2 separate regions of the Delphinus delphis genome follow, and region 2 is linked to region 1. Evidence: chromatin contacts called from public Hi-C data. All regions are on one chromosome and are shown on one strand. The core of a region is the stretch at or near the end of the contact, and the rest is flanking DNA. Distances in the headings are between cores, read along the strand shown. Region 1 holds the start of BLCAP (BLCAP apoptosis inducing factor). Region 2 holds the start of RPN2 (ribophorin II).

The links. Hi-C and Micro-C count contacts between places; a contact is called where the count stands out from the background.
Region 2: a Hi-C map of lung shows a contact between it and region 1, with 4 times the contacts expected there. The contact joins the promoter of RPN2 here to the promoter of BLCAP in region 1. A contact is called at or near these places in 2 of 3 Hi-C or Micro-C datasets (lung and muscle).

Annotation. Positions count from the first base shown.
Region 1 is chr15:21,700,212-21,705,061 of mDelDel1.2, forward strand. It overlaps BLCAP (BLCAP apoptosis inducing factor), which reads left to right and starts at 2,772. Exons shown (of 2, transcript XM_060030812.1): 1 at 2,772-3,045.
Region 2 is chr15:22,007,699-22,012,498 of mDelDel1.2, forward strand. It overlaps RPN2 (ribophorin II), which reads right to left and starts at 1,608. Exons shown (of 16, transcript XM_060030821.1): 1 at 1,478-1,608. The coding sequence starts at 1,490.

The sequences.
Region 1 (4,850 bases), core at 1,522-4,021:
TCCATTGGATGGACATGCCGTATTTTGTTTATCCATTCTCCTGTTGATGAACATTGGGCTATATCCATGTTGAGCTCTGAGTAAATCTGCTATGAAAATCCTTGTCCAAGTCTGCTTGTAATAGCCACTTATTTCTCCTGGAATGAAAAGCTAAGAGTGGAAATTCTAGTCACAGCGTAAGTGTCTGTTTACATTTAGTGGAAACTGCCAGTTTTCTGAAGTGGTTGTACCAGTTTCCTCTCATGGGCAGTGTGCAAGAATTTCCACATCCTTGCCAATGCCCAGCCTTTCTCTTTTCTAAACAAGAGTTTCCACTGTGACACTCCTCTTTTCCTCCAGTGTTGGATATTGGGTGTGCCTGGCATGAGTGCGTAGATCCCTCAGCCCAGAAGCAGCAAGACAGAGGTCACATCTAGTTTGTTTGAGTCTCAGCTACAGGAGGAATGGTCATCTCCTTGATGTGGATGAGACCCCAGGAACTGGGGTGGCAATCTTATGACCACGAGCATGAAACCAACATGAGGACAGCACAGCAGAGATGAAATGAACCTAAGAGATGGAATGTTTGTGATGACATGGTCAAGCCACTCAACTAACCTGCCACTGAGTGGCAGGGTATATTTATTTTTTTAAGCCAAGTGATTTAGGGTCTTGTTTTTGGAACTTGAATCATAAAGGATACAGTCCCTAAGCCCCCCCTTGTAACCAGACCGAATGGTGCCATTTCTGTCCTCCATAGCAGTCATCTCCACTGAGCATTCTTTCCTTCCTGAAACCTCCTCTCTGGGATCCCATGCTCACCTGGTCCTCCTCCTACCCCACGGGTCACTGCTTCTCAGCCTCCTTTCCTGGCTCTTCCTCTGCCTACTTATTAATCTACCTTCACTTTCTTAGGACCTCATCCAGCACCATGATGTGTGTACTGTGTGCTGATGTTACTGAAATATGTATCTCCAGCCCAGATCTCTCTTCTGAGCACCAGTCTCATATAAAGCGGCCTATTGACCCTCTCCACCCAACCATTGCCCAGGCTTTTCAAACTTACCTTCTTAGCCAAACTCTTGATCTTCCCCCTCAATTTGAGCCTGCTGCAGGCTTTACCACCTTAGTCAAGGGCTCTTTCATTCTTTCATACTCAAGGCAAAGATCTAGGTGTCTTTGCCAATGCCTCAACACCCACCCACATTCCATCTTACATTCTCTACTTCTCCACCTTCCAGGGTCACCATTCCTTTGCACTTGGAAACCTACAACAGCCTTCTGGCTGGTCTCCCCACACCCGCTCGAAAGTGCTTTCCAAGCCATGTAGGGTGGACTTTCAGAGACCCAAACCTGGTATCATTCCCCTGATGAAAATGATAAAAAGATAAAGATAAAATCCAACTTCATTAGGTAGCACTACCTGCCCTACTTGCTCCTTCCTCACCCTCAGCTGCTGCTTCCCACCTCCACATCTGGGACAAGTGGTTCTTTCTGCCTACAACATTTCCCCTCTCACTCTTGCCCTACAAAACTATCTTTGGTTTTTAAGCCTAAATGCCAGCTTCCCAAGGAGTTTCCACCCTTACCCTTCCCACTACATGAGGGTTCCATTAATTTTTTTTTTTGGCCAGACTGCGCAGCCTTCAAGATCTTAATTTCCCAACCAGGGATCGAACCCGCGCGTTCGGCAGTGAGAACATGGAGTCCTAACCACCAAACTGCCAGGGAATTCCCCTCCATTAATTTTTCATAGCACTCTTCATATTCCCCCACAGCATTTCCCATCATGCATAATTATATATTGATTTGATTTAAATTATTAACAGATAGTGATCATTTGATGATTAAAAAAATTTATTTTATTGACGTATAGTTGCTTTACAATGTTGTGTTAATTTCTGCTGTACAGCAAAGTGATTCAGTTATACCTATATATACATTTCTTTTTCATATTCTCTTCCATTACGGTTTATCACAGGATATTGAACACAGTTCCCTGTGCTATACAGTGGGACCTTGTTTATCCATTCTATATACAGTATAATAGTTTGCATCTGCTAATCCCCAGCTCCCAATCCATCCCTCCCCCACCCCCTCCGCCTTGGCAACCACAAGTCTGTTCTCTATGAGTCTGTTTCGTACATATGTTCATTTGTGTCATATTTTAGATTGCACATATAAGTAATCTGATGATTGCTTTTCCACCCCTCCCCCACTCTCCCCCAGTAGCCGGGCATCTCCTTGAATTAGAACAGCGCCTATTTCACGCTCCATTCTATCCTCTTGCCTTTAGCACTGCATTTACACACAGTAAGCGCTCAAGGAATGTGCTTATTTAGCTAATAAATAGATACATTGACTCATTTAATCCCTATAACAACCCTGTGAAGTAGGCATTTCATCAGATTCGGGGAAGCTAACAGTCGGGGTGGGCAAGTGGCTCGCCTAAAGTACAGGGCAAGAAGAGTCAGGTCCTGACCCAAGTCAAATCCTAAATTCTGAGCCGGAATATTTCCGCTCCTGATCTTTGGCCTTGGTAAAGGGGCCAGGGAGGAGGCGGACTTTGAGCCACGGGAACGTTTTCAGAGATTACACGGGTCATCCACGAGGACCAAAGCGAACAATCGTTCACCTACAGAGACTAGGATACGCCCCCTCTGCTCTAAATGTGTAAAGATCACAATCCACTGCATATGTATGAGGGGACCAAGGCGGGGGGGCGTGATTCGGAGCTGTCCTGGATGCGCCTGATCAAAAATTCTTCGGATTTGAAGACTTCAGAACCCCCAGATTTCTGAACACATTAGCAAAAAGTCTTCAAATGGTCATCTGTGGCACACGTTAGGAGGATATCGGGCATAGAAGACCCCCCCAATTTAGGTCGTATTATCAGGCATCTGCCGTAGGCAGCCCGACCCCAGAAGGGGTCCTCGGTCGGCTCGACTAGAAGACGAAGGGGGCGTCTCCCCTGCTTCCTGCGGCGTCGGAGGCGAGTTGAGGTGGTGGCAGGCTGCGGCTACGAAGGCGTCAGCGGTGGCGGCGGCGCCATGGCAGGGCTCGCAGGTACCGTGGCGTCGGCCTCTTGGGGGCGGGATGAGAGGCCCTTAATGCGGCCGCGCCGCCATGTTGTCCCTTCGGGGTCACCTTAGGCGTCGTCCGGTCCCTCTCTGGGGTTTTCCTTCCGCGCACCCTGAGGGCCGCCCCTGTCCAGTGTCACGTGATTGCCCTGTTTGGCCCCCCAGCCTGGGCCTTGGGGGTCTCTTCGTGGCCCGAGGGCAGGGCACTGGACTCCTGGGTTCTCGTTCAGGCCTCCAAGGTCATCACTCGCCTGTCTGCTTGTGGGATGGGGCAGGCAGAGCTGGGGAGCTTGGGGCTGGGGGTGCGACAACCTTCTCTCCGGCCCCGGTGCACGTGGCAGGGGGCCCAGCTTCTGAGATGCCTGTCACTCTGTCCCCACCACTTAAGTTACCTTTTTTTTTTTTTTTTAAACCAGAAGGGGCGTGGGGGAGAGGAGAGAAAAGGGTCTCCCTCCCCGGGTCCCCGCCTTGGTGTCTGGGGTGATAGGTTGACGCTCTGCTTTGGGTCGCGGGTGCTTCTTACTCTCTCTAATTTTACACCAAGTCCGGACACCCATTCCCTTTCCTACAGTATATGTGGGGAGTGGCCCTCAAGGGCAGCTGAAGGAATGGGTTGCCTGGCACACTAATGGCCTGGAGAGAAGAATGGGGGATGGGGGACAGTTGCTTTTTCCTTCCCTCTTCCACACCTTATTTAATTTCCTTCCAGGCCTCCGTGTCCCTTTTCAACGCTAAATGTTGGGGCAGACTGGGGTCTGTCCTGGGAAAGAAACGGCCTTTCTGTTTATAGGTTCGGATCATGTTTTATCCCTTTCAGGGAACTGGTGTTTTGGGGACAGCTTCTGTTTGCCCTGCTTGACATGGTACAGCCATCCCCTCAGCCTTCTGGACGGCAACACTAAAGCCAGGAGACACACACACACACACACACACACACACACACACACACGTTCCAGCTTAAGTGCTAATGCCAAGTGTTAGATCTTGTTTGTTTGTTTGTTTGTTTTAAATCAGAGACTAATTAATGTCAGCGAATCTGTTGAAAGATTGCCGAGCCCTGGTCGGTTTCCAGTGACCAGATCACTTCCGTATCTGAAATTGGTCTTGTTAGAATTGCTGCCAAAAACAGTTTAACCTTTTATCTGTAACATGTTGTTTCAAAGAGGAATCTGGAAGGCTGGGTTTGGCTGTCTTTTTCTGTTGTTGTTCTCTTATCTTTGAAACATATGCATTCCATTTCAAGCCTGTCGCTGTATGATATACCAAGGACCATGTGTTGCCTGCCTCTCTGACTTCCTGTTCTGGGAATGCTCTGGAATCTGGATCCTGCTGGGGAATGGGCCCCGTGGGAGGGAGAAAAGGAGGCGGAGGGGAAGCAGGATCATAACCAGAGAAGATGGTGACATGTCTCTGGGGCATATAGAGGAAATCAGATGTCTCCAGGGAAAAAGAGGCTGTTGTTAGACTAATGTTTTGTATATATGTGCACGTTTAAATCTCTGGGGGAAAACTCACTGCAAATTCAGAATCTCACTGTAGGGTACTGGCTTCTGAGTAGATAGAAGTTTGAAAATAAATGTCTGGCAAATGACTCACAGCACACCTGCTCCCTCATCCAATCCTACCCAACCCACATGCAATAAGCTGTTGCTGTCCTGCAGCGGAAGCTCAAGAAACTTGTCCTTCATTCGCAATCCAGATATTCCACAGGTAGAGGTAACAGTGTCACATAGCACCACACACTTCCGACAGTCATGGTACCTAGACCCCTCTGCGGTTTAACCTCAACTG
Region 2 (4,800 bases), core at 358-2,857, 310 kb after region 1:
GCCATGGCCGCTGGGCCTGCGCGTCCAGAGCCTGTGCTCCGCAACGGGAGAAGCCACAACAGTGAGAGGCCCGTATGCACGCACTCAATACCTTAAGATCTAGTGAGTAACTATGACTAGCTTTTGCCAGGTCGACTGTAAGTTCCCCTAACACAGCATCTGTGCCAGAATCCTGATATTCCCACCTCATATTAATCATAACAACTGTGGGGTCTAAAATTTGAGCACTTAACATGTGTACGGTATGCCCACACTATGCTAAGTAGTTTGCATCCATTTAGTCATTAAATCCTCTCAACATCCAAGTGAGTGCGGTTTACAGACCATGAAATTGAGTCTCAGAAATAGTTACCTGCCCTAAGACACGTAACTAGGTGAGAACCAAACTGCAGGAGCTCTATTATCCTCAACCTCTCAAATAATGGAGCAGTGAGCTCACTGACTTATTCACTTTTACCTGGGGCAAGTTACTTCCCTTCTCTGATATTCCGTCTGTCAAATGGAAATAATAACAGTACACATTTCCCAAGTTGTTGTGAGACTACATGAGGTTCCATCCTGCACAGTGCCCACTCAATACCTAGCAATATAGTTAAGCTTACTGAGCGCTTACTTAGTGCCGCACTGTTCCACGCTACGCAAGGAGATTATCTGATTTAACACTCACTGTAATTCATGAGATAGATAACTTTACTAACCTATTTTACAGATGAGAAACTGAGGGGCAGAGAAATTAAGTAACTTGCACAGGGTCACATTAACGAATACGTGGCAGACTCCAAGTCTGTACCGGAGACTCTAACTTCAGGACTCATGCTCTAAGCTCCCAAAGAGAGATGACTGACTGTCTTGCTCCTTTCATTAAAAAGGAAACCATGGTCCAAAAACGGGACGAGGGACTTCCCTGGTGGCGCAGTGGTTAAGACTCTGTGCTCCCAAACAGGGGGCCCGGGTTCGCTCCCTGGTCAGAGAACTAGATCCCACATGCATGCCGCAACTAAGAGTTCGCATGCCATAACTCAGGACCCTACCTAACGCAACCAAGACCTTGTGCAACCAAATAAATAAGTAAATAAATATTTTTTAAAAAACAGGATGATTTGGCCAAAAGCTCACTCTTACGCCTCCTGGCCCGGAAGCCCGCGCAAGTCAAATGAATGAGTTAAGTCAGCCCGAGCGTTATCCGCGGCCGCGGTCCCTGGCTGGGCCTCGGGGGGACCCGCAGCTCCGCGCCGCACCCGTACCCAACCCCTCCTCCGCGGCAATCCCACCCGCTGGCCAGCTCTTCGTCAGACCCTCGAGCCCAAAAGCCCGAGCCCGAACCCATGCCCAGGCCCATGCCCCTGCCCCGCAGGGTAAGGGGATCCCGCCTAGCCAGCTCCTGCGTGGCGAGCACTAGTATCCTGCGGGCGAGAGCCCACTCGCCAAGGCCTGCGGGCCGCGGGACCCCGTTGTCGAGCCATGCGCAACGCCTCACCCGGCGGAGCCATTCCTCCTAGCAGGTCCCACCAGGGCCCGAGACACAGGCGGACTTCCGCTCGGGAAAGTGGCTCCAAGACTGCGCCGGAGGGGACGCCAGGGATTCGCGGCAGACCCCGCGTGCTAGGATGGGCTCTAGGCACAGGTCAGTCCCCCGCCGTCCCGCTGGGCCGGGTCACTCCCAGCAGCTGCGGCCGGAATTCCAGTCCTCGCGCGCAGAGTGCGCTGCAGTCCTCGAGTACAGGCCCGCTTCCCCCCCGCACCCTGGCCCACTTGGAACCGACCGCCTCGCAACCATCCCATTCCGGGCGCTGCCGGCACGCGGTTGGACGAGGCCTTGGGGGTGGGCCTTATACGCGTCCTCCTGTGATTGGCCTATTGCGCTGTCACTCAGTCGTCTCTCTGCAGCCCGGCCGATTTTAAAGGAATAGGAAGGGTGCGGTGGGGAAGGGCCAGCAATGTTCGAGGGGTTTCGGGTTTTGTTAGAAAATTAAAAATTATGGCAACTTTCTCCAAAGATTGTTTCGGTTCTTAATAACTGACCTACGAGTGATTTTTTAACTGATTTGCACAGCATTTGTATCAGGAGAATATTAGCCCAATTTTACAGACGAAGTAACAGGCTCAAAAAAGGAAGTGACTTATCTAAGAACTCAATAATAGCTAACTCCGATTATTGGGAGTTTATGGGATAGCCCGACAGTGTACTGAGCACTCCATGTACACTATTTCATTTACTCCTCATCACCATTCTGTGAAATATGCACTATTTGTATTCCCATTTTATAGAGAAGGAAACTGAAATATTTGAACCCGGACAGTCTGACTCCATAATCTGTGCTTTTAACTATTATGAACATATGAAGTATTCACTATGCGATAACTCTTACTATAATTAGTGTCCCGGAAATTATTATCCTAAATAAGGGAGAGTCAGTTCTTTCTATGTCTGGTACTGTGCTGTCGGGTATGGTATACTAGCCATTAAATATGTGGATATTTTAATTTGAATTTAAATTAATTAAAATTAAAAATTCAGTTTGTCAGTTGTACTTACCACATCTCAAGCACTCAGTAGCCACATGTGGCTGGTGGAGATCATGTTGGACCGTGAAGAACTATAGAACATTTCCATTACCACAGAAAATTCTATTGGACAGCACTGATCTAGAATATATAAAGAACTCTTTCCAACTCAGTAATAAGACAACCAATGGTGTGCTGAAGCCTCATACTCGCTTGGAGAGTCTACTGTTAAATTTATCAGGAATTTTGATAAACAACAAGGTCCTATTGTATAGCACAAGGAACAGTATTCAATATCCTGTAATAAAACAAAATGGAAAGGAATATGAAAAAGAGTATATATGTATAACTGAATCAGTTCGCTGTACACCAGAAACTAACACAACATTGTAAATTAACTATACTTCAATAAACATATATATAAATAAAAGGAATTTTGCAAATTGGTTGTTAAATACAGCTATTTAGAAAAATTAAACTATACGCACTTACAATGAAATAAAGTATATTGAAAACCAAAGTCATCATTTCCTAATTATTTTGCTGTATTTTACCATCATCTGTGTTTTTGTGGTAGCTTATATCTATAATATCTGAATAGTAAAAATCTTATATCATGGTGTGCTACTACAAATCTCTTCCCAGTAACATTAATAGCTGAATTTTGGCTACAATAAGAATATTTACCCCATACAGTCAGCACATGCTACAGACCAGAGCTTGACGTATTGCTTTTTTACTGTGTAAACTTAATGTTGGAGAAAATGTTAATAGAGATTAAACTTAAAAGTATATTGCATCAATCAATTTCACATTGTCAATAGCACAAAAACTTGAGGAAATATTCTTCTCCTGTTTGAAAACTATTATCCCATTCAGAAAAGAAGTCACTTCTGAAGTTTCAGTTACATCTTACTCGTTAATATAAATGAAAATATCAAACTTCAGAACTACACTGCGAGAGTCTTTTTTAAACATTTACCAACATACTTTTGCAAGCAATCCAATAAAAAACATGGGGGCTTCCCTGGTGGCGCAGTGGTTGAGAGTCCGCCTGCCGATGCAGGGAACACAGGTTCGTGCCCCGGTCCGGGAAGATCCCACATGCCGTGGAGTGGCTAGGCCCATGAGCCATGGCCAATGAGCCTGCGCGTCCGGAGCCTGTGCTCCGCAACGGGAGAGGCCACAACAGTGAGAGGACCGTGTACCGCAAAAAAAAAAAAAAAAAAAAATGGGCAAAAGATTTGAGTAGACATTTCATCAAAGATATACAAATAGCAAATAAGCACGTGAAAAGATGACCAACAGCACTGCATATTAAACCACAGTGAAATATTGCTACACATCCACTGGAACGGTTGATAATAAAACGACCAACAATACCAAATATTGGCAATTATGTGGAGCAACTGAAACTCTCATATACTGCTGATAGAAATGTAAAGCATGGGCTTCCCTGGTGGCGCAGTGGTTAAGAATCTGCCTGCCAATATAGGGGACACGGGTTTGAGGCCTGGTCCGGGAAGATCCCACATGCTATGGAGCAGCGAAGCCCGTGCGCCACAACTACTGAGTCTGTGCTCTAGAGCCCGAGAGCCATAACTACTGAAGCCCACACGCCTAGAGCCCGTGCTCTGCAACAAGAGAAGCCACCGCAGTGAGAAGCCCGTGCACCGCAATGAAGAGTAGCCCCCACTCGCGGCAACTAGAGAAAGCCCACATGCAGCAATGAAGACCCAACGCAACCAAAAATAAACAAATGAAATAAATAAATTTTTAAAAAATGAAATGTAAAATGCAACAGGCATTTTGGAAAACAGATTGGCAACTTGCTTTTTCATTCACTAATATAGGCTAGACATTCAGCAAATATAGATCTATCCAGTCATTCACTGAATCAATATTTATTGAGCATTGCCATGTGCCAGGCACTATTCTAGTCTCTTAGAATACATTCATGAACAAAACAGCCAAACATACAAACAAGAAAATGAAATAAATGTTTACAGTAAACAAACACAAATGAACTTGGTGATTGTTGGTAATGGTTAAATACTACGAAAAAAATAAATGTGGGGCTGGGGTGGGAAGAAGCTTACTTAATCTAAATTGGTGATCAATAAATGCCTCTCTGAGAAGGAGACATTTAAGCTTGCACTTGAGTGATGAGACAGAAGCAGTCCTGAAAAACTAATTTTTCTAATCCCCTCTTCATCCGTAGGACCTGTAGTCGGGAAGAAGTAGTGGTCCCTTGTGCTTCTGACAATGATTCAGGAAGTGTGGATTTGCAGCTGA